2 separate regions of the Zea mays genome follow, and region 1 is linked to region 2. The links are chromatin contacts, called in public Hi-C maps. All regions are on one chromosome and are shown on one strand. The core of a region is the stretch at or near the end of the contact, and the rest is flanking DNA. Distances in the headings are between cores, read along the strand shown.

Region 1 (4,950 bases), core at 1,217-3,716, 180 kb before region 2:
TATTAGCCATAGAATCAAAGCAGGGTGGATGAAGTGGCGTCAAACATGTGTCGTTCTATGTGACAAGAGGGTACCATAGAAGCTAAAAGGAATGTTTTATAGAACTAATTAGACCTGATATGGTGTATGGTGCAGAATGTTGGTCTACAAAAAGACGACATGTTCAACATACAAATGTGTTGTGGAAACACATATGTTGCATTGGAATTGTGGCTATACAAGAAAGGACGAGTCCGAAACGATAATATACGTGATAGGCTAGGGGTAACACCAATTGGAAAAAAGCTTGTCCAACACCGATTAAGATGGTTTGGACATGTTGAACGGTGACCTGCAGACATTAGTGTGTAGTAGGATACTAAGATGTAATAGCAATAGGAAGAGAGACATGAGAACGACAAAGTTGATATGGTGGAGGAGACAATAAAAGGAGAATGAAAATGATGACATATAGTGCATGGAAAACAGCTATCCATGTATTTTGATCTTGATTTGTGGTTTCTGTTGGGTTTTAACTCTAGCCTACCCCAACTTGCTTAGGACTAAAAGACTTTGTTGTTGTACCTATGTTGCTTGATTTTTACTTCTGTTTTAGTTCATTTCACATACTTTTCTGAATAGGAATATGCATATGCAAAGTGTTCTTTTTTTTAGCTCCCAGTATATGTTGATTTATGCATTTCAGTGGACCAATACGCCTTTAGTATTGCGCATACAAAGACAATATAAGTTTTTGCCGTTTTTCTTTATAGGGTGTTATCATATTGTCTCTGGGACATTTCCTCAGAATTAAGGTTCATTAACGGTGCACATGATTTGGTACAATTTGGCTATGCTGTTTCAGAAGTCATAACCTCTTTCTACCATACAAACACAATATAAGTTTTTGCTGACAAACAGGAAGGTACAAAGACAACATAAGTTTTTGCTGGCAACAGGAACATTTTCCGCGTGTATCAGCTAATGAAAAATAAACTTATGAATTTGCATTCAGTAAATTTTGTTTTCTGCTGATTGTGGTTCATACATTTTTTATTTCATGGAAACAGAAATCTGATAATCATACATTATTTGGAATTTGAAGTATTTTTGTGAGTTTTGCCTATAATATGATGGTCTTGGAGAAACTGACTACAGTGGATTCAGTATATAGTCAGCCTTCTAGCTTGTCTGTACCACTTATGCTCATGGATCACTTTCTTGATACCTTAGCTATTTAGATCTTTCATCATCATTATGGTTTACCGTGTTGCCATTTGCAGGATTGGTTAAGATTCTCAAGAAATATGACAAGAGAACTGGAGCCCTGATCCGGCTGCCCTTCATTCAGAAAGTTCTTCAGCAGCCTTTCTTCACCACTGATCTCCTGTATAAGCTTGTGAAGCAGTGTGAAGCCATGCTGGAGCAGCTCCTTCCGGTTAGTGAGGCATCTGTCTCAAGTGAAGATGGAAAAGGAGACTCTAATGATGAAGAGAAGCTGGCGAAGCCAAGTTCTTCCTTGGTAAATGGTGGTGGCATGCCAGAGTTAGATGAGATCGAGTACATGGAGAGTATGTACATGAAGAGCACCGTCGCGGCCCTTAGGTCACTGAAGGAGATCCGGGGCAAGAGCTCTACTGTCAGTATGTTCTCGTTGCCACCTCTTCAGGGCAACAATGCACAGGACAGCTACCAGATCCGGGCAGAGCAACTAGATGAGGAGCCGGAGAGGTGGAGCAAAGTAACAGTGATAGAGCAGGCGGCCAAATGACAGACCGAATGGGCAAAACATCTGATGGCTGAACTTAAAAATTTTAGACTTGGACATTTGCTGGAGATGGGACTGGGATCCCAATCTCCCATTCAGAAATTTGTATGAATTCAGGATTCCTAACAGCTGCGAAATGGTGGACATGTTAAATCATAGAATTCCCAGCACAACCATCGGACAGAATTGGGCTGATTTTATTCACTATTGTGAATTGATCATGTGTTTCTACTGATATACAACCTTATGATTCGGTGTGGCTTCTGATTGTGATAATGAAAGAGAAAACAGGTTTTGGCTTGCTACTCCAGACTACACCCACAACGTTGCCAAAATACAACGTATCGGTGCTTGGAATGCGAGGGAGAAAGCTCGGAGCATCGAAGCTCAACGTTGCATCTTGTGATGCTCAAAACGTAACATGCTCGCCCACTGCAGCTTGCATAATCGACGCTGAATCACTGCGGTGGTTTTTCTAGTTGTCGAGGCCCACCACTGTGGCTAGTCTTACTTCCAACCTATAGTTCATTTCAGTTATTTATAGTTCATTTCAGTTCACCATTGTGGTAACCTACGCAACTGATATCCATGTGTTTTTTGTAGTTCATTTCAGTTCACCGTTGTAGTTCATTTCAGCATCGAGCTTGACGTTGCATCCTGTGATGCTCAAACGTAACATCTTCTACCCCGCGCAAACTATCCGAGAAGTTTGAGAATTTTCTGGGCATATTTCAGTGCCCAGGACTACCGCCTATGCGCGTGGCACTGCCGGACCCGGACCCTGGCACTGCCGCCCTGACTTTGTTTTTACTCTAATTTTTTTTTTCAGAAAGTGAGGTCTGTAGTTCTTAAGGTTTTTGGTGCATACAAATAACACTGGTCTGTGTTGCACTCTAATATGCTGCTTTGAGTCTCTAGAGGGCTTCTAGGTTGAACTTTGAATAACACTGGTCTGTGTTGCACTCTAATATGCTGCTTTGAGTCTTTAGAGGGCTTCCGGGTTGAACTTTGGGATCAAAGGCCCTGTTCGGCACGGCTTATTTTCAGCTTTTTTTAAATAAATTTAAGCAGAAATTCTGCCAAACAAATAGCTTCTGCAGCAGCTTATCAGTTCAGCAACTTCTTAAAATAAACTAAAAGTAGCCAATAAACAGAAGCTGCTTTTTACCAGCTTATCAGATAAGCTGCCTTTTCAACAAGCAACAACTGTATCAAACAGGGCCAAAGTCACATGCTCGCAAGTCGAGAATTTTTAGTGGCTCCCACTCCCTCTGGTCGTCTTATCGGTCCTACATGTACATACACATGACACTCCCAAGTACAATTCTTCTAGCGATGACGATAACAATGATGATGTAGGCTATAGTGATCTTTTTAAGGGCTTAGATAGATCCAAACTAGATAAAATTAATGAATTAATTGATGCTTTAAATGAGAAGGATAGATTTTTAGAAAAGAAAGAGGATTTGCTTCATGAAGAACATGATAAATGTGTGAAAGTAGAAAAATCCCTTGCTTTAGCCATGAAGAAAAATGAATTGCTATCTTTTGAGTTATCTTCGTGTCATGCTTCTATTTATACCCTTGAGAGTACAAATGTTGATTTAAATGTTAGAATAGAAAAGTTGAGTGTTGCTAGTTCATCTTTGGAGCATGCATCTATTTGCAATAGATGTAAGGATTTTGATATTGATGCTTGCAATGATCATGTCTCTATGATTTCAAAGTTGAATGATTATATTGCTAAACTTCATGCTCAACTTAAAACTTGCAAAGATGAATGTGAAAAGATAAAATTTGCTACACCATTGTTAGACATCCCTACATTAAAGATGGACTTGGCTTCCATAGGGGAGCCAAGGACACAAAGATCCATAAGGCCTCTAACTTTATTAAGGAGAAGGGGAAGGCGCCTATGGCTAGTAGCTCTCATCGTTCACATGATAGAAAGAATCATGCTATTATCTATGCTAATGTGAAGAATGCTCATAATATTCATCATGATGCTTGTGTTGATCATGCTATGCCTGCTATGTGTCATGATGTTATTTATTCCTCTCATGCCATGATGCTACATCTAGTTCTTCACATGTTCATGGTAGATCTAGGCACCTTAAACATGTTGTTTCTCATGCGTCTAAGGCTAGGAATGTATCTCATGGTCCCTCTATGCTATTTCATACATGTGATGCTTCTTATGTATTGTATTGCAAGAATGATAAAGTTGTTGCTTCAAATGTGGGACCAAAATGCAAGAAGGGTAAGACTTGCATTTGGGTTCCAAAATATTTTGTAACTAACTTAACATGACCCACTAGTTGGGGATCTAAACCCCAAGCCTAAATTCCTTGCAGGTTTATGCATTCGAGGGCTCAACCTAGATTAATGATAGCGGATGCATAAACCACATGACGGAGGAGAAGAAGATGTTCACTTTCTACATCAAGAATAAGGATTTCCATGACATGACCATCTTTGGAGATGGGAAACAAGGAAAGGTAAATGTGGTAGAACCTCCTAGATTATTCCAGCTTAAGTACTCAAGTCCCACCTTAGAGACATCGACACACTTAAATCAGAATAAATTTCCAGTCCGTTAGATCTAGTCCGATAATACCACTTAAACCAGATCGAGTACCACTTGCTCACTCGAAGGTGAGTCACCGAGAAATACAATAAAGCATAATACCACAATTTAAAGAGTACCAATAGTTATTACATCATCCAAGTTTTGAAAACAGTAAACCATAGTCCTTAGTGTAGTGGAAATAAACTAACGAAGATACTGAGTAACATGGTGAAGCTTGGCCAAGTCACTCCTCCTGATCCTCTCCTGTAGAGGCAACATCCCACTCGACCATCCAACCCGGTGGCAGGGTGGAAGGCCAAGTCACACCATCAACCATATCTTGCAAGATACCTGAAAAAGTGGTGTCACAAGCAAGACTATGTATACTAATACTCAAGTAGACTTACATGGTGTGAGGAGTCTACTCCTTACCTCTAGACCATGAAGCTATTTGGCTGAGGGGTTTGGTTTCCCAAAAGCACTACCTGAGTCTAAATCTAGTTTTAACTTTTCAAGTTCAAGAGTATTCTTTAACTAACTTAGCATCCTTCTAGTCACACATGGTAAAAAGCATTTATTGCAAACAACACTTTATATCATGAAACCTCATTACACTTCTTAGTCGATGCAGCAA
Region 2 (4,596 bases), core at 959-3,458:
TCCGACTCGACTTGTGTGAAGGGGATTCCTTTTCCTTCCCCTTCCCTTTGTTGTAGGACTCTCCTGATGGAGCCTTCCCGTGGCTTGAAATGGACTTCTCGCCGGTCCCCATCTCTTTCTTGGCGTGATCTCCCGACATCACTTCGAGCGGTTAGGCTCTGATGAATAACCTGGCTTTGATACCAATTGAAAGTCACCTAGAGGGGGGGGGGGGTGAATAGGGCGAATCTGAAATTTACAAACTTAAGCACAAACTACAAGCCGGGTTAGCGTTAGAAATAGAAACGAGTCCGAGAGAGAGGGCGTAAAATAAATCGTGAGCAAATAAAGAGTGAGACTCGATGATTTGTTTTACCGAGGTTCGGTTCTTGCAAACCTACTCCCCGTTGAGGTGGTCACAAAGACCGGGTCTCTTTCAACCCTTTCCTTCTCTCAAACGGTCCCTCGGACCGAGTGAGCTTCTCTTCTCAATCAAACGGGACAACAAGTCCCCGCAAGGACCACCACACAATTGGTGTCTCTTGCCTCGGTTACAATTGAGATGATCACAAGAATGAAGAAAGAAAAGAAGCAATCCAAGCGCAAGAGCTCAAATGAACACGACAAATCACTCTCTCTAATCACTAAAGCTTTGAGTGGAGTTGGGAGAGGATTTGATCTCTTTGGTGTGTCTTGTATTGAATGCTAGCTCTTGTAAGGTGTAGAAGAGTGGAAAACTTGGACGCCATTGAATGTGGGGTGGTTGGGGTATTTATAGCCCCAACCACCAAAAATGGCCGTTGGAAGGCTGCAGTCGCATGGCGCACCGGACAGTCCGGTGCGCCACCGGACACTGTCCGGTGCGCCAGCCACGTCAGCAGACCGTTGGAGTTCGACCGTTGGAGCTCTGACTTGTGGGGCCTCTGGGCTGTCCGGTGGTGCACCGGACAGGTCCTGTAGACTGTCCGGTGCGCCTTCTCGCGCGTGCCTGACTTCTGCGCGCTCTGGCGCGCATTAAATGCTGTAGTAGGTGACTGTTGGCGCGGAAGGAGCCGTTGCTCCGCTGGCACACCGGACAGTCCGGTGTGCACCGGACACTGTCCGGTGACTCACCGGACAGTGCGGTGAATTATAGCGGAGCGCCCTCTGATTTTCCCGAAGGTGACAAGTTCAAGCTAAAGTGCCCTGGTGCACCGGACACTGTCCGGTGGCACACCGGACAGTGCGGTGCGCCAGACCAGAGTGCCTTTCGGATTGTCCTTTGCTCTCTTGTTTGAACCCTTTTCTTGGTCTTTTTATTGGCTTATTGTGAACCTTTGGCACCTGAAGAACTTATAGACTAGAGCAAACTAGTTAGTCCAATTATTTTTGTTGGGCAATTCAACCACCAAAATCAATTAGAAAATAGGTGTAAGTCTAATTCTCTTTCAGAGCACCGATGTCCTCAGACGCTGCTGGTGCCTCAATCAACGAGTGGTCAACATCTTCAATGGTGAGGTACCAATATGCATCTGACGTAGTGTGTAGTAATGAATAATTTATGGGACACGAGGAGGGCAAGGAAGCTTGAACTAGGAAAGAACCGTGGTTGTCGTCGTCGGTTCCCGTGGAGTCTCCATATTCGACGGGGATGATCAGAGCCAGTGACGGCGTCGACGCTCATGGCGGGGTCTCCATTGTTGAGGCCGGTGAATCGAGCGCCATCAGGAGCAAGACCGGGAGCTGGTTCCACAACTCGATCCGTTCCGAGAAACGAGACAGGTAGATAAATTGCCGTAACACCGTACAAGAAGCATTCCACTAGAAGAGGGATCAAACCAGTTTGGGTATTAACTAAGGCAGAACTTAGGCCCCGTTTGGTTAGAGGGACTAATCTTTAGTTCCTGTTTTTAGTCTCGTTTAGTCTCTATTTTACCAAACGGAAGGACTAAAGTAGTGACTAATTGACTTTAGTCTCTAGTCCTTCATATGTGTACTAAAAGGGATTAAAGGACAACATTTACTCTAATTATCCTTTCTAGAAAACTGGTGTCAAACAAAAAATGGGCATTTTAGTCTTTATGTGTTATATTTAATGTATTTAGAATCTATTTAGTCCCTACAACCAAGCAGGGTAGAGATTAAAATTTAGTTGCTGGACTAAACTTTAGTCCTAGTACTAATGGAACCCAACAGAGCCTTATTATAATAATGTTGTGGATAGCATTTTTTAAAGACTGGTCATACATTCGTTCCAAAAAGCTCTCCTCTTCCGGTCTTCCCCCCTTCTGCAGCTGTGCTCCCCTGCCCCGCGGCGCCGCCGCCAGCCTCTCGTGCGCCATGCCACCGCGAAAGCGCCCGGCGCTGCCGCCGGATGAGCCCTCCCCTTCCTCGAAGCATCAACCTGAAGCACATCCGTCCGAACCCTCCAAACCCTCACCCGATTCCGAGCAGCCGATCATCTCGGCGGCGATCCTCGCCCAACTGCCCCCCCAGGAGCGCCTGGCGTACAAGCTCATCTTCGAGGCGGGCAACAAGGGCATGTGGATGCTGGATATCCGCAAGAAGTTGTTGATGGGCCCCAACATCGCCACCAAGGTCGTGCGTACCCTCGTGACGCGGCGGCTCCTCAAGGAGGTCAGCGATGTGCGCCACCGTAGCAGGAAGATCTTCATGGCCACCGACTTCCAGCCCTCTGCCGAGATCACCGGCGGCACCTGGTACCACGACGGCCGCCTGGACACTGACGCCGTAACCACTGCGCGCCGCTGCTGCCAGGCGCAGGTCGAGAGGCTCGGCGCCGCCACCGTGCAGATGATCCACCACGGTATTCTGAAGGACGATCCCAGGGCCGGGTACACTATCGACAAGATCAGGGATATCATCAAGACCATGGTTCTCGACAAGGTCCTCGAGGAGGTCAAGAGCACCGGCACGGGGGAGTTCAGGGATGTCAGGGCCGGCACAATGTGCTATCGGCTGGTGACTGGGGCTCCGCAGGGAGGGATGATGGAGGGAATTCCTTGTGGGGTTTGCCCCAGGATTGATGAGTGCTCGCCGGAGGGGATAATCTCACCGAGCACGTGCGTTTACTACAAGAAGTGGCTGCAGATGGACTTCTAGGCGGTTAGCCGTCTTCTGCTGTACCTGTATATGTGTATATGATGGAGTGTTGGAGTCCATTGGAGAACTCAGTTTCATATTGACCAATTGGGGCTGTTGGATCACACGCTAGGCTGGATTCAAATGTTCAATTGGAACCTCTGAAAGGATAGTCATAGAAGCGCAGTTTCAGATTCTGGTACTCATATTAAGAATCATCTCTGTATTTATTTCTACTCAGTCCTTTTAGCTTGTCATAATCTTCCATTTGTATCTATTTCATCAAGTTTGGATGTCTGTACTCACTACTCAGTATCATATCAACATCATTAATATTTAGGTAGATCGGCAAAATCCCGCTCTTGTGCTGAAGTTATATATTGACATTGAGCATGTGAACCCAAAGTGTTCCTGTTTGACATCCAAAGGACCAACAAAGGTGCACCTTCTATTCAACTTTGTAGGACCACTAAACTTAAACTAGCAGAACTTAGATTGTGAAATACAGTACAATATTCTGTTTGGCCAATTTTTGAAAACCCCAATGGCTGCAATGATAGACAACCACAATGTTCAGGTACAGTATCCATGCTGCTTGATTGTTTTAGCCCATTATCTTTCTCTGGAACTTAATCTGTCTCAATTTACAAGGTTGTCATATATGCTCGTTTGTCCATGTTATGGTGTTATTTCTGTAGGTTGTAGCTAATATATACTTGATTTTACTGAAAATTGTATTTGCTTACACAGCACAGGTTCTACTTATCATAGTGCAAACCACATCCATATTGAAACTTTTAGTTTTATCTTCAGGTGTTATATACTTCTGCATGATCATCATGTGTTCGGGCAGGGATATTAATACGAGGATAGTGAAGGGCTTAGTCGTGCGTGGTAGTAGGCTGAGGCCCTTGTCCCTCTTGGCCACAACATGGAAACCATGATAGGTGTCAAAGAGACAGAGTAAGTAAAAGGGGATAGAGGCTAGCTTAGCTTGTCTGTAATCACACTCATGCACACATGTGTCTTTCAAGCAACAAACTCTCAACCTATCTCCTAATCAGATCAAACTCCTATCAACTGCTGTAATCAGTCTCTAGATATCTAAAGTACCTAAGAAGCTAACAAGCCAAACCGAAAAATGAATCTCCTCATCTAACGACCATGCCACCTATTCGACTGAACACATTGCGTGGCTGCTGCTGCTCTGTGTGTCTGGTAATGGCATGGCTGGCCTCTTCTTGTGCCTGGAATAGGTGGTATTGTACACAACAATAATCTTATATTTTTGTTTAGCCTACAACTGCGAGTTGGTACCTTGATTGTATTGTTTTTGTGGGCATGACTAATATGCAATCTTCTGCAATCTCACCTGTACCTAGGATATGACTATTTCAGTCAGTTTTTGCTACCTGATGGTACTTGATTTTCACATCACAAAATCACTAAAAAATCAATATGTTTCATGCAAATTAGCAGACCCAATTCCAATGACAGAGGCTCCCACATGAGTGGGGTGTGGGGAAGAGGTAAACT

The links. Hi-C and Micro-C count contacts between places; a contact is called where the count stands out from the background.
Region 1: a Hi-C map of tassel shows a contact between it and region 2, with 4 times the contacts expected there. The contact joins the enhancer-like site here to the promoter of LOC100284691 in region 2. A contact is called at or near these places in 6 of 25 Hi-C or Micro-C datasets (ear, leaf, root tip and 1 more).

What each region holds. Positions count from the first base shown.
Region 1 is chr9:94,718,932-94,723,881 of Zm-B73-REFERENCE-NAM-5.0, reverse strand. It overlaps LOC103638683 (SPX domain-containing protein 1), which reads left to right. Exons shown (of 3, transcript XM_020544011.3): 3 at 1,263-2,052. The coding sequence ends at 1,750. Among protein-coding and RNA genes, the nearest start is that of LOC103638683, 9.4 kb to the left of the region's middle. Within about 2 kb of position 2,466, at least 6 of the 20 cell types and tissues checked have an H3K27ac peak or open chromatin away from gene starts, as enhancers often do. A contact at or near this core is called in ear and tassel, where this site is marked.
Region 2 is chr9:94,536,201-94,540,796 of Zm-B73-REFERENCE-NAM-5.0, reverse strand. LOC100284691 reads left to right here and starts at 2,208. Exons shown (of 1, transcript NM_001366702.1): 1 at 2,208-3,478. The coding sequence starts at 2,299. The coding sequence ends at 3,081.